Regions from separate parts of the Xenopus tropicalis genome. Here all the other regions are linked to region 1. Evidence: chromatin contacts called from public Hi-C data. All regions are on one chromosome and are shown on one strand. The core of a region is the stretch at or near the end of the contact, and the rest is flanking DNA. Distances in the headings are between cores, read along the strand shown. Region 1 holds the start of cxcr4 (C-X-C motif chemokine receptor 4). Region 2 overlaps dars1 (aspartyl-tRNA synthetase 1). Region 3 has its middle 79 kb from the start of cxcr4.

Region 1 (4,509 bases), core at 749-3,248:
GAACACAAAAAGCAGGTCGGCCACCGAAAGGTGCAGCCGGTATTTGTCCGTCATGGTCCTGGATTTCTTTTGATAGCCCATGACCACCACCACCAGTCCATTCCCGATGATGCCCAGCAGGAAAATGAAGGAGTAGATCGTGGGCAAGAAGATCCGGTTAAAGTCGCTGTTGTCGTGCATGAAGCACGGCTCACTGAAATCCTCAAAGTCCCCGGAACCATTCTCCGTGGAGTTGCTGTCAAATATATTGATATCGATGCCACCGGAAAACTGCAAGAGACAAGGGATTTGTTAGATGGGATGCAGACTAAACAGCGTGACTGTCAGCCCCATAGGGACTCCAGTGCAATAAACTATATATATATATACACAATAATTTATGCTTCCTTCAGCTCTTATTGCTTAGTAAGTCAGGAAACACTTTCACGTGTCACAAACAAGTATAAGAGAACCCGACGCCAGATTATTGGACTTGGCCAGTACAAAAGCAGAAACGAGTACAGGAATTTTAGCAGCAACAATAACAACACAATCAGGGCTTAAGAATCAGCGAAGGGACTTGTGCCAGGGTTGAGATCAGTGCCAGGTTGGCTACTAAATGGCACTTAGAGAAGCCGGCGAGTGTGCTTCGGTGCCCTACTATACCCTTACACAGCAATGTCTGCGCTACTCTCTCTGCTTACTCACTGGGCTTACTAAAGGGTTCTACACATCGGTGTGGCAACAAGCGGTTTCCTCTTCTGAAATGAACAAAACAACTTTCTTTTGGGGTTACACACAGGGGAGCCCACTGATTTGCCAGAGACCCATGAAAGGGAAGTTGGGGCTGAGTCAGGTCAGAGCAACGGTTTTTTGAATACAGCGATGTACAGGGCTGGGGGGGTGTGAGAAAAAGAGGGGGATAGAATAAAAGGCGCACAATAATATATGTATATATTTATCTATATACACAGATACACAATTTGTGCACTTCTCAGTGACTTGCTCAGTTCAGGGGATAGTAATGGAACAATGGAACAGTGCAAGAGATCAGTACTAGTGCTCTAGGATCAGTATTAGTGTAAGGCATCAGTAGTAGTGCAAGGGATCTATACTAGTTCAATAGGATCAGAATTAGTGTAAGGGATCAGTAGTAGTGCAAGGGATCTATACTAGTGCAATAGGATCAGAATTAGTGTAAGGGATCAGTAGTAGTGCAACAGGATCAATACCAGCGCAAAAGGTTTAGTAGTGGTGCAAGGGATCAGTACTAGTGCAACAGGATCAGTATCAGAGCAATAGGATCTGTATTAGTGCAAGGCATCAGTAGTAGTGCAAGGGATCTATACTAGGGCAATAGGATCAATACTAGCGCAATAGGATCAGTAGTAGTGCAATGGATCTATACTAGATCAATAGGATCAGTATCAGAGCAATAGGATCAGTATTAGTGCAATGGATCTATACTAGTTCAATAGGATCAGTATCAGAGCAATAGGATCAGTAGTAGTGCAAGGGATCTATACTAGGGCAATAGGATCAATACTAGCGCAATAGGATCAGTAGTAGTGCAATGGATCTATACTAGATCAATAGGATCAGTATCAGAGCAATAGGATCAGTATTAGTGCAAGGGATCAATATTAGTGCAAGGGATCAATATTAGTGCAAGGGATCAGTATTAGTGCAAGGGATCAGTATTAGTGCAAGGGATCACTATTAGTGCAAGGGATCAGTATTAGTGCAAGGGATCTATACTAGCGCAATAGGATCATTATAAGCTATAGGGCTATTGCCAAGTTACCCTTTAGTCCCATACAAAGGCTCTATACCCCGCCTGTGCCCAGCTGTCAGACCCCTGGCACTTGGGCAGAACGTCCCCCCCATGCTGTGCCCAGAGCTGCCCAATAGGATTAGAATATAAATATAATGCCTATGACTTACCCCGTCCATGCCGGCAATAGATCCGATAATGTCCAGTTGCTGCTCCAGGGCTGCAGATAAGAAGGTCCCACTGCACTCACAATCCACTAATCGCACCGACTGACTGAGGAGAAAGCGCCGCGCTGAGCTTTATAAGTGCCCGCCCCAGCCCGCGCATGCGCAGAGCCCGCCCAGTCCGGAGCGTTCCCAGGCGGCACAATAGCGCATCTCCTGCAGCATCTGCACCGGGGGCGCAGCCCTTTGTTCTCTCACATCTGCACAGAACATCAGCCCGGGGGCGGAGCTGGGCGGCGGGGGGAGCTGCCCCATGTTTTGATTTCAAAGTTGTTTTCCTGACTGTGCAGGTGCAGCGGGGTATAATGGGTTCCTATGGTATGTACGTACGTGGGGGGGGGGGGGGGGGGGAATTAGCCACACGAGTGACGGGACAGTGGGGCGGCTGCTGCTTTGGCTCAGTTACCCCCAGCCCTTCCCTCCTTCATCCCCATCATCATCATCAGCGCTTACACTGGGGGTACAGAGACAGGTGGGATTCCTCTGCCATTAACCCTGTGTTTCCCTCTCTCTACCTGCTTTATTATTACTCACCTCTATCTATAATCACTTACCTGCTCTTCATCTCTCTGTCTCTCTGTCTGTCTGTCTGTCTGTATATCTGTTTCTCTCATATAATCATATTATGTATTTAACTGTCTGCCTAAACCAATTATATGCTCTTTAACTAATATTCTACCTATCTCTATGAAATATTTACATCATATATCAGACTATAATCTATCTATCTATCATCTATATATATATATCTATCATCTATCTATCTATCTATCTATCTATCTATCATCTATATCTATCTATATCTATTTATCTATCTATCTATCATCTATATCTATCTATATCTATCTATCATCTATCTATCTATCTATATCTATCATCTATCTATCATCTTTCTATCATCTATCTATCTATCTATCTATATCTATCATCTATCTATCATCTATCTATCATCTATCTATCTCTATCTATCTATCTATCATCTATCTATCTATCTATCTATCTATCTCTATCTATCAATCAATCAATCAATCAATCAATCATCTATCATCTATCTATATATCATCTATCTATCTACATCTATCTATCTATCATCTATCTATCTATCTATCTATCTATCTATCTATCTATCTATCTATCTATCTATCATCTATCTATATCTATCTATATCTATCTATCATCTATCTATCATCTATCTATCTATCTATCTATCTATCTATCTATCTATCTATCTATCTATCTATCTTTCTATTATCTATCTATATATCTATCTACCTGTCTATCTATTCAAGTATAAATCTATCTGTAACCAATCTCCCCACTGCTGCCTGATGACAGAGCCGGAATTCCATGTCCCATTGGTTGGCAGCACAGTTTGGGGGGGAAGGAACCAATTAAGTTGGGGGGGGGGATTATTTGAAGCAAGACACCCAGCCTGACTCCTTTCTTCCATCCATTCCCAGGGAGTTAAAGCCACTGGGGGCTGCAGGCTGATCCCTCGGTGGAACCGGTTGCTGTAAGGAGCCCAGTCCGTCAGGTCTGACCACTTCCCACGAGCAGCCCCTTATCTCTTAAACAAATAAATAAAACACACAAAAACAACAAATGCTCCTAAAAAGCTACAAATTTGCCTAATGTCATCAACGTGACTGGCAGAAATGTGGGATTTTAGCTCCTAACTCCATTACCAAGGAGACTTAACTAATGCGTATTGCCCCGGGGCCCCATCCCAAACGAGATAATGTTGCCTTGTTTCCAGGCACAGGCGACAGCCATACGCTTGGCAACTCCCCGACATGTAAAAGCCTTAGTAATAACAATAATAACAGCTGGGGGGGGGGGGCAGTATAAATGAGCTGTACATTCTCTAATTACATTTACACACTTATGTTTTAATATAAATTAAATTTTTTGCAGACAATTTATAGAAAGACATTCAAGTCTTTGACTTTTCTACCAGTAGGGTTTGTTTTCCCTTTAGATCAGCAAAGACTTGTTAGAGATAAGCCGAATGCGCAGCCTGTGTGTGTGACAGGGATATTCTGCTCCGGCGGTTCTGTTTAACCCAATGGCAGCTCCCGTTTATAATTATACATATAAATACACTGGGGAGGAATATTCTGTGCATAAGCTATATCTTCATACTATACTATTATATATTATATATATAGTATAGCACCGCACAGCACCTGATCTGGGAACTGGCACTTATATTGTAGTGTCACCCACTGTCACCTACAGCACTTATATTTGCCTATTTGTGTCTGTAAGTTACCCTCCCATATAGATTGTAAGCTCTACGGGGCAGGGACCTCCATCCATTTGTGTCTTTAACTCTTGTTACAACTGTATTTATCTTGTATTTATTGTTATACTTTGTATTTATCTATTATTATCTTAATAACCCCCTGTTTGTATTAATAGCACTTTATAAATAAAGATATACATACATACATACATATAAAGGAAGCAGTATGGTAGCTCTCAGTTTGAGCCATAAAAGCAAATATACAGAGAAGGAACTTTCTGTGCATG
Region 2 (4,509 bases), core at 622-3,121, 91 kb before region 1:
AATAATTAATGCAAGGAACTGACCTAACGGCCTCCAAATTCTGCTTCAAGAACCCTAAGTAAAACAGGGCCTATAGCTGGGGCCTCCGGGGTTATTGGATAAGAAGGTCCCAGGGGGGTAATAGCTTCTCAGGCTCTTCGATGCCCCCATAAAGTGGCACACCGGCGGGGGCACAGGGTTGGCGGTGACACAAAACCCAACAGCGTGACTCATTAGGACGAGTAACTGATGCTTTTAATTGCCTGTGAACCTGCGGCCGTTGTAACCACACGTTTCCTCCGACGATGCCATGAACTGTCAGCGGCTCCATGTGAGCGTAAATAAAAGTGAAATCTGTGTGATGCTGGGAAACAGATGCGAGTACAATAAATAGATCTGATAATGACGTGTGTAGCCAAACCGAGATGACTGGCTAGGGGTCTGCCTACTGCCAGAACGGCTATAATGAAGTGTAACACAGCAGGGATCAAGGGCCCAACTGATGCCAAGTTATTTGGTATTGTCTCATAGCCACTCAAGTTCCATAAATATAAGTCAGCACATGGGACTTGTAGAATACCCAGCCTGGGGGTTATAAGCCAGAATGTCATCCACATTAGTCGCCCACGACAAAACTCCCTGTTCGCAGGCGACTAATCTCCCCGAGTTGCCTTCACCTGCCATCCCACCGGCGAACATGTAAGTCGCCGGTGGGATGGCACACGCGGCGGCGCGATTTCCCGCGAATCGCCGAAAAAGCCTCGCGAGGTAACTTCGGCGATTTGCACGAAATTGCGCCGCTGCGGCGTGTGCCATCCCACCGGCGACTTACATTTTCACCGGTGGGATGGCAGGTGAAGGCAACTCGGGGAGATTAGTCGCCTGCGAACAGGGAGTTTTGTTGCGGGCGACTAATCTCCCTGTGTGCCAGAGCCCTTTAGGCTGTGACGGCCAAAAGAAATATCAGTGATACCTGGTCCTACTCCCCATTGTAAGCAGCAGTCCTGCCCTGCTTTATGGCTGAGATTCTAGCTATCTGTATAACAGAGCATTCTGTCACAGTGGCACAGATCCTATCTGACCCCCCCATTGTAAGCAGCAGTCCTGCCCTGCTTTATGGCTGAGATTCTAGCTATCTGTATAACAGAGCATTCTGTCACAGTGGCACAGATCCTATCTGATCCCCCCCCATTGTAAGCAGCAGTCCTGTCCTGCTTTATGGCTGAGATTCTAGCTATCTGTATAACAGAGCATTCTGTCACAGTGGCACAGATCCTATCTGATCCCCCCCATTGTAAGCAGCAGTCCTGCCCTGCTTTATGGCTGAGATTCTAGCTATCTGTATAACAGAGCATTCTGTCACAGTGGCACAGATCCTATCTGATCCCCCCATTGTAAGCAGCAGTCCTGCCCTGCTTTATGGCTGAGATTCTAGCTATCTGTATAACAGAGCATTCTGTCACAGTGGCACAGATCCTATCTGATCCCCCCATTGTAAGCAGCAGTCCTGCCCTGCTTTATGGCTGAGATTCTAGCTATCTGTATAACAGAGCATTCTGTCACAGTCTAGAAACACTACCATAAAGCAAAACAGGAATGCAGTGTTATTGCAGAAAAAGAAACCATAAAACACACTCAGCCAAGCACAAAAAGGCACTATATATAAGTGACAAATCCGAGTGATAATTTCACACTAGGATTTCAATATCCATTAATAGAGGCAAAATCCACAGGCCTGTAGCCTAGGGACAGCGCGGTCGTTTCCAGTATACAAAGTGGAACAGAGGCACGAGACTGCAGGAAATGATGAAGCCAATTAGCTTGATTGAAGTGACAGCAGTCAGTGATCAAAGTGAGATCTGTCACCTCGTCCAATCAATGGATCCAGTCTAATGAGCTCCGCAGGACTTATAACAAAAGGTAGGAGCGGGGCAGGCTGAATGGCTCCCAGGACATAGAGACACCACTTAAACAAAGATTCGTTTTCTGCATGTTCATTTCCCCAGGCTTCAGGTATCCCCGTACATTAATTAGCTCTTTGTTATGTACAGTATTGGGAACAAAGGCAAATTATCTGCACTAAAGGGAAAGTGAGTGAATTAACTGCCTGCACAACAATATGTTATGTCATTAGCAGCTCCCTCTTGATTTCTTTTATATATAGTAATGGCATTCACACTTCTAATATCCCTATACAACCTAGCTACACAGATACCAGTAAATATATGGGTAATGTACCCCCTACTGTAAATGATAAGGATATTAGCAGTCACTGAGGGGTTCTGTGCCCATATAAAGGCACAAGGCTGCAGGCTGAGTTATACAGGGAACTCTGAGTATCACTCATGTATTATAAGGGATAATGTACCCCCTACTGTAAATGATAAGGATATTAGCAGTCACTGAGGGGTTCTGTGCCCATATAAAGGCACAAGGCTGCAGGCTGAGTTATACAGGGAACTCTGAGTATCACTCATGTATTATAAGGGATAATGTACCCCCTACTGTAAATGATAAGGATATTAGCAGTCACTGAGGGGTTCTGTGCCCATATAAAGGCACAAGGCTGCAGGCTGAGTTATACAGGGAACTCTGAGTAGGGAACTCTAGAAGGATGATTATGTACCCCCTCATGTAAAGGATAAAGGAACAAGAGACATCACTAACCACATCATTTCTAGAGATAAATTGCATGTTACTCTTTTGTTTTTTCATAATATATATTTCTGAATGAAATCTAAATGATGCAACACCCCCCCAATCATTTCATCCCCGGGGGCCTGGGCAATGAGAGCCAAATGCCCCCTCTGACACTGATTACCAATAAGATGAAACTGTTCATATACATTTTCCTACAGTTACAAAACTTCTGTTTCACATGAAAGAGAATCACAAGAAAAACCTTTCCAGAAATCCCCACCTGTTTCTGTTTTTAAGTCATTTTAAAGCATTTTCTGATCAGATACGGGCTGAGGAGGTGACTGTTATTTTCCTATTTACACGTCAAGAAACTGAAACTGTGCCCAAAAACACATTAGGCATTAGTCCAATGTGACTGGCTGTGATTGGCTGCAATGGGTAAAAGCTCGTCTAGTTTGGCACCCACAAAGGCTTAGGGTGAAGACATACCGAGCTATTAGTAGCAGCTACTTTTTCACAGCTACTTAATTCCAGAAAATCCCCTGCCATAGACAATAATGAGAATTGCCTCTGCTAAAACACATGTAGAGCCAATTATCAGTAAATGATCAGCATTGTCTGTTTTAGTAGCTGTGACAAGTAGCTGCTACTAGTAGCTCTGTGTGTCTTCACCCTTAAGGAATATGGGCTCAATAAAAAGAATAATAAATATTGCACTCCTCCTTTGCTATTTTGTATAAGAAGCACAAGCAGCACAGCAACACAATATCTTAAGGTGCCCATTCACCTTAAAATCGCCAAGCGAGCGGATCTTCTCCCGATATCGCCCACCTACGGGAGAATCCAGGCTAATTCGGTCGTTTGGACGGGCATAGGCAAAGTCGGTCCGGGGACCGCATCAACGAGCCGATGTGGTCCCCGATACGACTGGATTTTTAAATCAGGCCCGTCGGTAGTGCCCATACACGGGCCGATTAGCTGCCGAATCTGTCTAAGGGACCCATATCTGCAGCTAGAATCGGCCCGTGTATGGGGACCTTTACTCTGCGGTTCTAGAGCAGGGGTTCCCAAACTGTGCGACTGGCAAGGCAAGCTTTGTATTATGCCAAAATCTTGTTTATGAGCCTGATGCCCATACACTGGATCCACAATTAGATGGTGAGGAGGGAGGGGGTAAAGTGACTGCTCAATGCAAAGTGAAAGTAATTCTCTATACCTAAGGCATAAGGGCGGGGCAGTCAATATATGACTGACAGCTGGGAATTGGATTTCATGTTTCATTTGAAAATTACTTTTATTATACAACTTTTTATGTCCCCTTTAAATGCAACGATCTAGTGCTCACATTCAGACTGAAATTGTAGGATAAATTGTAGATAAATGTTCTGAACATGAAATAGTTGGCAGAGGCCAATGGTACGAAAGTGACTTCCATTATAGGACCCCTCCCCCCCCACAAGGATATCGTCAGATACACAATACATGCGCAGATTTTATCCAAACCAAACCAAAATTTTCTATCCTGTCCAAACGACCGATCGCCGTGATATAAAAGTTACCGGGACAGTAATTCGGAGCCCCCCGACAATGGAATTATTATATCGGTGCGTGTATGGCCGGCTTCAGTCTCACTTTCCTAGGGAGCCCGTGGGCAACACTAGTGAGAGTGAGTTGTGTTTGAGTTGGAGAGACTGAGTGTGAGTGGGAGGCAGATTCTACTCTCGGTTGCACTGTCAGTCAGCAGCGAGTACAGAAATAAGCCTCTGGTTTTGTTTTTAGGATGCGTTTCGTTTACCTCAGATCACACGGCCGGTTCAAAGGAACCCTCCCCACCACCAGTATAAACTGTTAATGCAGCGGGGGGGGGGTCATTTTCCATTAAACCATAAC
Region 3 (4,509 bases), core at 1,238-3,737, 79 kb after region 1:
AGAGGCCCACTGTAGAATCAGGCAATTACATCTAAAGTACTGGACCCAGCCAACTGGTACCGCTAGGGGGTCCCTTTTCAGTTCCCTTTGCTCCATCTATTCTGGCAGTTGGGCAACAGATGGAGGGTAATTGGTTTCACCTCCCTGCTATATATCCTCATAATATCTAACATAATTAACACTTTGCTTTACAGTATAATCTACTTTCATTTAAGCCCCACCCCTGAGGGGTTCCTCTGAATTGGACAGCATGGTTATAGGCCTCAGGGTGGTTGCCAGGGAGATAGAGGGCCCCACGGTAGAATCAGGCAGTTACATCTAAAGCACTGGACCCAGCCAACTGGTACTGCTAGGGGTTTCCCTTTTCAGTTCCCCTTGCTCCATCTATTCTGGCAGTTGGACAACAGATGGAGGGTGATTGGTTTCACCTCCCTGATATATATCCTCATAATATCTAACAATTATTACATAATTAACACTTTGCTTTACAGTATAATCTACTTTTATTTAAGCCCCGCCCCTGAGGGGCTGCTCTGATGCAAAGAACCTTGCCTTAATACATTTAATTCACTGCAGTGTAGTTCCCCTTTACCCATGAAATCTTATATTTTAGGCTGTGGCTCCCACCGGGTTGGCTCATTCGTTATTTTTTTTGTATTAATTATCTCTGTTTTAGCCTTTGACCTTATTTCTTTCACCTCTGTCCCGTTCCCTCTCAGCTGGTCACCCTGTAGCACTGCATTCAGTGGGCTCCAGCCTGCTGCCCCCCGGCCTCTCTGGCTCCTTCTATTCTCTCTGTTCCCCCCGGGGTTCTGCCTACTTGTATTGTCTCCCTGTGTCCCATTCTTCTCCCTGTCTCCTAATTATTCCATCACAGCGCCACCAGTAACGAGGCAGCATGGAGCTACCGCTGGGTCTGACAGATCCTTCCCCGGACAAACATAGAGATTCAGGTTCTACGTGTATATACAGGTATGGGATCTATTATCCAGAATGCTCGGGACCTGGGGTTTTCCAGATAAGGGATCTTTCCGTAATTTTGATATCCATACCATTAAATAAACCCAATAGGGCTGTTCTGCCCAAATAAGGGGTAATTATATCTTAGTTGGGATCAAGTACAGGTACTGTTTTATTATTACAGAGAAAAGGGAATCATTTAACCATGAAATAAACCCAATAGGGCTGTTCTGCCCCAATAAGGGGTAATTATATCTTAGTTGGGATCAAGTACAGGTACTGTTTTATTATTACAGAGAAAAGGGAATCATTTAACCATTAAATAAACCCAATAGGGCTGTTCTGCCCCCAATAAGGGGTAATTATATCTTAGTTGGGATCAAGTACAGGTACTGTTTTATTATTACAGAGAAAAGGGAATCATTTAACCATGAAATAAACCCAATAGGGCTGTTCTGCCCCAATAAGGGGTAATTATATCTTAGTTGGGATCAAGTACTGGTACTGTTTTATTATTACAGAGAAAAGGAAATCATTTAACCATTAAATAAACCCAATAGTTAGATAGTTACATAGGGTTGAAAAAAGACCAGTGTCCATCAAGTTCAACCCATCCAAGTAAACCCAGCACACCTAACCCACACCTACCAATCTATACACTCACATACATAAACTATAAATACAACCACTAGTACTAACTGTAGATATTAGTATCACAATAGCCTTGGATATTCTGATTGATCAAGAACTCATCCAGGCCCCTCTTAAAGGCATTAACAGAATCTGCCATTACCACATCACTAGGAAGGGCATTCCCCAACCTCACTGCCCTCACCGTGAAAAACCCCCTACGCTGCTTCAAATGGAAACTCCTTTCCTCTAATCTAAAGGGGTGACCTCTGGTGCGCTGATTGTTTTTATGGGAAAAAAGAACATCCCCCAACTGCCTATAATCCCCTCTAATGTACTTGTACAGAGTAATCATGTCCCCTCGCAAGCGCCTCTTTTCCAGAGAAAACAACCCCAACCTCGACTGTCTCACCTCATAGTTTAACCCTTCCATCCCCTTAACCAGTAGGCTGTTCTGCCCCAATAAGGGGTAATTATATCTTAGTTGGGATCAAGTACAGGTACTGTTTTATTATTACAGAGAAAAGGGAATCATTTAACCATGAAATAAACCCAATAGGGCTGTTCTGCCCCAATAAGGGGTAATTATATCTTAGTTGGGATCAAGTACAGGTACTGTTTTATTATTACAGAGAAAAGGGAATCATTTAACCATGAAATAAACCCAATAGGGCTGTTCTGCCCCCAATAAGGGGTAATTATGTTGGTCAGAAGCTTGGGGCAGGTTTAGTGGTTTTGCTGGAGATCAAGGATCAGATGATAACGGAGCAGGAACGAGGGCCTATCAGGGTGAGCGATAATGGAACGGTTTTCCCTTGGCCGCAGTTTCTGGTTTCTGGGAGATAAGAGCCTCAGTGGTCAGTCCCACCAACTCCATGAACTTTTCATGTGGCTCGGGCTGCTCTTTGAGTTGTGACCTTTGTTCCTGCCCTACAATAGTAACTACTTGTAGCCTGGCCCCATGGAGAGAAAGCCAGATGTGGCCCCCAGGCTTATTTGGTCTGAACACTGATGTTTAAGAAGAATGAGGAGAAGTTTGGAGGGGACATGGGACAGGGTGACTTGTCAATCATGAACCAAGATGTTCTTCTAGCCCTGCAGTTCTATAGAGGTTCTGTATTCTCTTTAGTAGAATTCCTACACCCTATATCATGACTTTACTTCCCCTTTAATATAATATACTATGGATTGTTGTGAGAGACAGCTTTGCCGGGCAGCTGCCCAAGTTCTTGGGGTTCCCACATGTGCTAGCGGCTAGTAGCCTCTTGTGATCCTGGCCTTTTTGTCCTGTGTATAATGTATAATCGGAAAATTGTATATTATAATTATAATTAATATTATCAGTGCCTTATTTTGGGCCATTGTGGTGCTGTTTGGGTCTGTGTGTGCTGGAAATGCCAGGGCCTATAGCTACTCTCAGTTGGGACCAATCTAGAATGGCTTCAAGTTAACTTTTAGAATGTTATAGAATGGCCAACTTTTCAATTGGTCTTCATTATTTATTTATTATCATTTTTGAATTATTTGCCTTCTTCTTCTGTTTGCCGCTTTCAAATGGGGGTCACTGACCCCGGCAGCCAACAAACGATTGCTCTGTGAGGCTCCAGTTTTATTGTTATTGTTACTTTATATAACAAATAATTCTAGCTAGGGCCTCTCCTATGAATATATCTCATTCAAACCACTCCCTGGTTGCTAAAGTAATTTGGACCCTAGCAACCAAATAGCTGTTGAAACGCCAAACTGGAGAGCTGCTGAACAAAAACTGAAATAATTAAAAAAAAAAATTACAAATAATTAAAAACAAAGACCAATTGCAAATTGTCTCAGAATATTACTCTCTGACAGAGACACAAACAAGCCCTTTAACTCATTCCTATCAAATTAGCTAACAAGCTGCTCCTGTTACTGAGGCAGAAAAGTGGTTTTAAATGTAGCTTTGCCTACTGATCCTAAAGGGATGGTGCCACCTACTGGACATGAGCTGTTATTACTGGTATCCGTAAAATGAATAAAAACATCCCCGCAAATAAACATTTGGGCCTTAAATATTAAGCACAAAAAGGGTAATTATTACTTATATTAATTTGTTAATGGAAACTGATAATAAGTAAAAATAGTAGCAAAATACGGCTGAATATTATTTCCATGTCCATAGACAAGCATTAAGTACAGGGCCCTGCTATACCTTGTGTCCGTCAGCATACCCTGCATACCGGGAGTCATACATAACCCCCCCCACATACATACCCCCCCACATACATCCCCCCCCACATACATACCCTATGGGAGTCATATATACCCCCCCACATACATACCCTATGGGAGTCATACATACCCCCCCACATACATCCCCCCCCACATACATACCCTATGGGAGTCATACATACCCCCCCACATACATCCCCCCCCACATACATACCCTATGGGAGTCATACATACCCCCCCACATACATACCCTATGGGAGTCATACATACCCCCCCACATACATACCCTATGGGAGTCATATATACCCCCCCACATACATACCCTATGGGAGTCATATATACCCCCCCACATACATACCCTATGGGAGTCACACATACCCCCCACATACATTCCCTAAGGGAGTCATACATATCCCCCCCCACATACATACCCTATGGGAGTCATACATACCCCCCCACATACATTACCCTATGGGAGTCATATATACCCCCCACATACATACCCTATGGGAGTCATATATACCCCCCCACATACATTACCCAATGGGAGTCATATATACCCCCCCACATACATTCCCTAAGGGAGTCATACATACCCCCCCACATACATTACCCTATGGGAGTCATATATACCCCCCCACATACATTCCCTAAGGGAGTCATACATACCCCCCCACATACATACCCTATGGGAGTCATATATACCCCCCC

Evidence for each region. Hi-C and Micro-C count contacts between places; a contact is called where the count stands out from the background.
Region 2: a Hi-C map of neurula embryo shows a contact between it and region 1, with 2.3 times the contacts expected there. The contact joins the enhancer-like site here to the promoter of cxcr4 in region 1. A contact is called at or near these places in 2 of 5 Hi-C or Micro-C datasets (brain and neurula embryo).
Region 3: a Hi-C map of neurula embryo shows a contact between it and region 1, with 3 times the contacts expected there. The contact joins the enhancer-like site here to the promoter of cxcr4 in region 1. A contact is called at or near these places in 2 of 5 Hi-C or Micro-C datasets (gastrula embryo and neurula embryo).

What each region holds. Positions count from the first base shown.
Region 1 is chr9:81,966,126-81,970,634 of UCB_Xtro_10.0, reverse strand. cxcr4 (C-X-C motif chemokine receptor 4) reads right to left here and starts at 1,998. Exons shown (of 2, transcript NM_001097362.1): 1 at 1,924-1,998; 2 at 1-270. The coding sequence starts at 1,932.
Region 2 is chr9:82,057,088-82,061,596 of UCB_Xtro_10.0, reverse strand. All of the region lies in intron 6 of dars1 (aspartyl-tRNA synthetase 1), which reads right to left. Among named protein-coding and RNA genes, the nearest start is that of mcm6.2, 22 kb to the left of the region's middle. Within about 2 kb of position 1,871, at least 1 of the 11 cell types and tissues checked has an H3K27ac peak or open chromatin away from gene starts, as enhancers often do. A contact at or near this core is called in neurula embryo, where this site is marked.
Region 3 is chr9:81,887,814-81,892,322 of UCB_Xtro_10.0, reverse strand. No RefSeq gene overlaps it. Among named protein-coding and RNA genes, the nearest start is that of cxcr4, 79 kb to the left of the region's middle. Within about 2 kb of position 2,487, at least 1 of the 11 cell types and tissues checked has an H3K27ac peak or open chromatin away from gene starts, as enhancers often do. A contact at or near this core is called in neurula embryo, where this site is marked.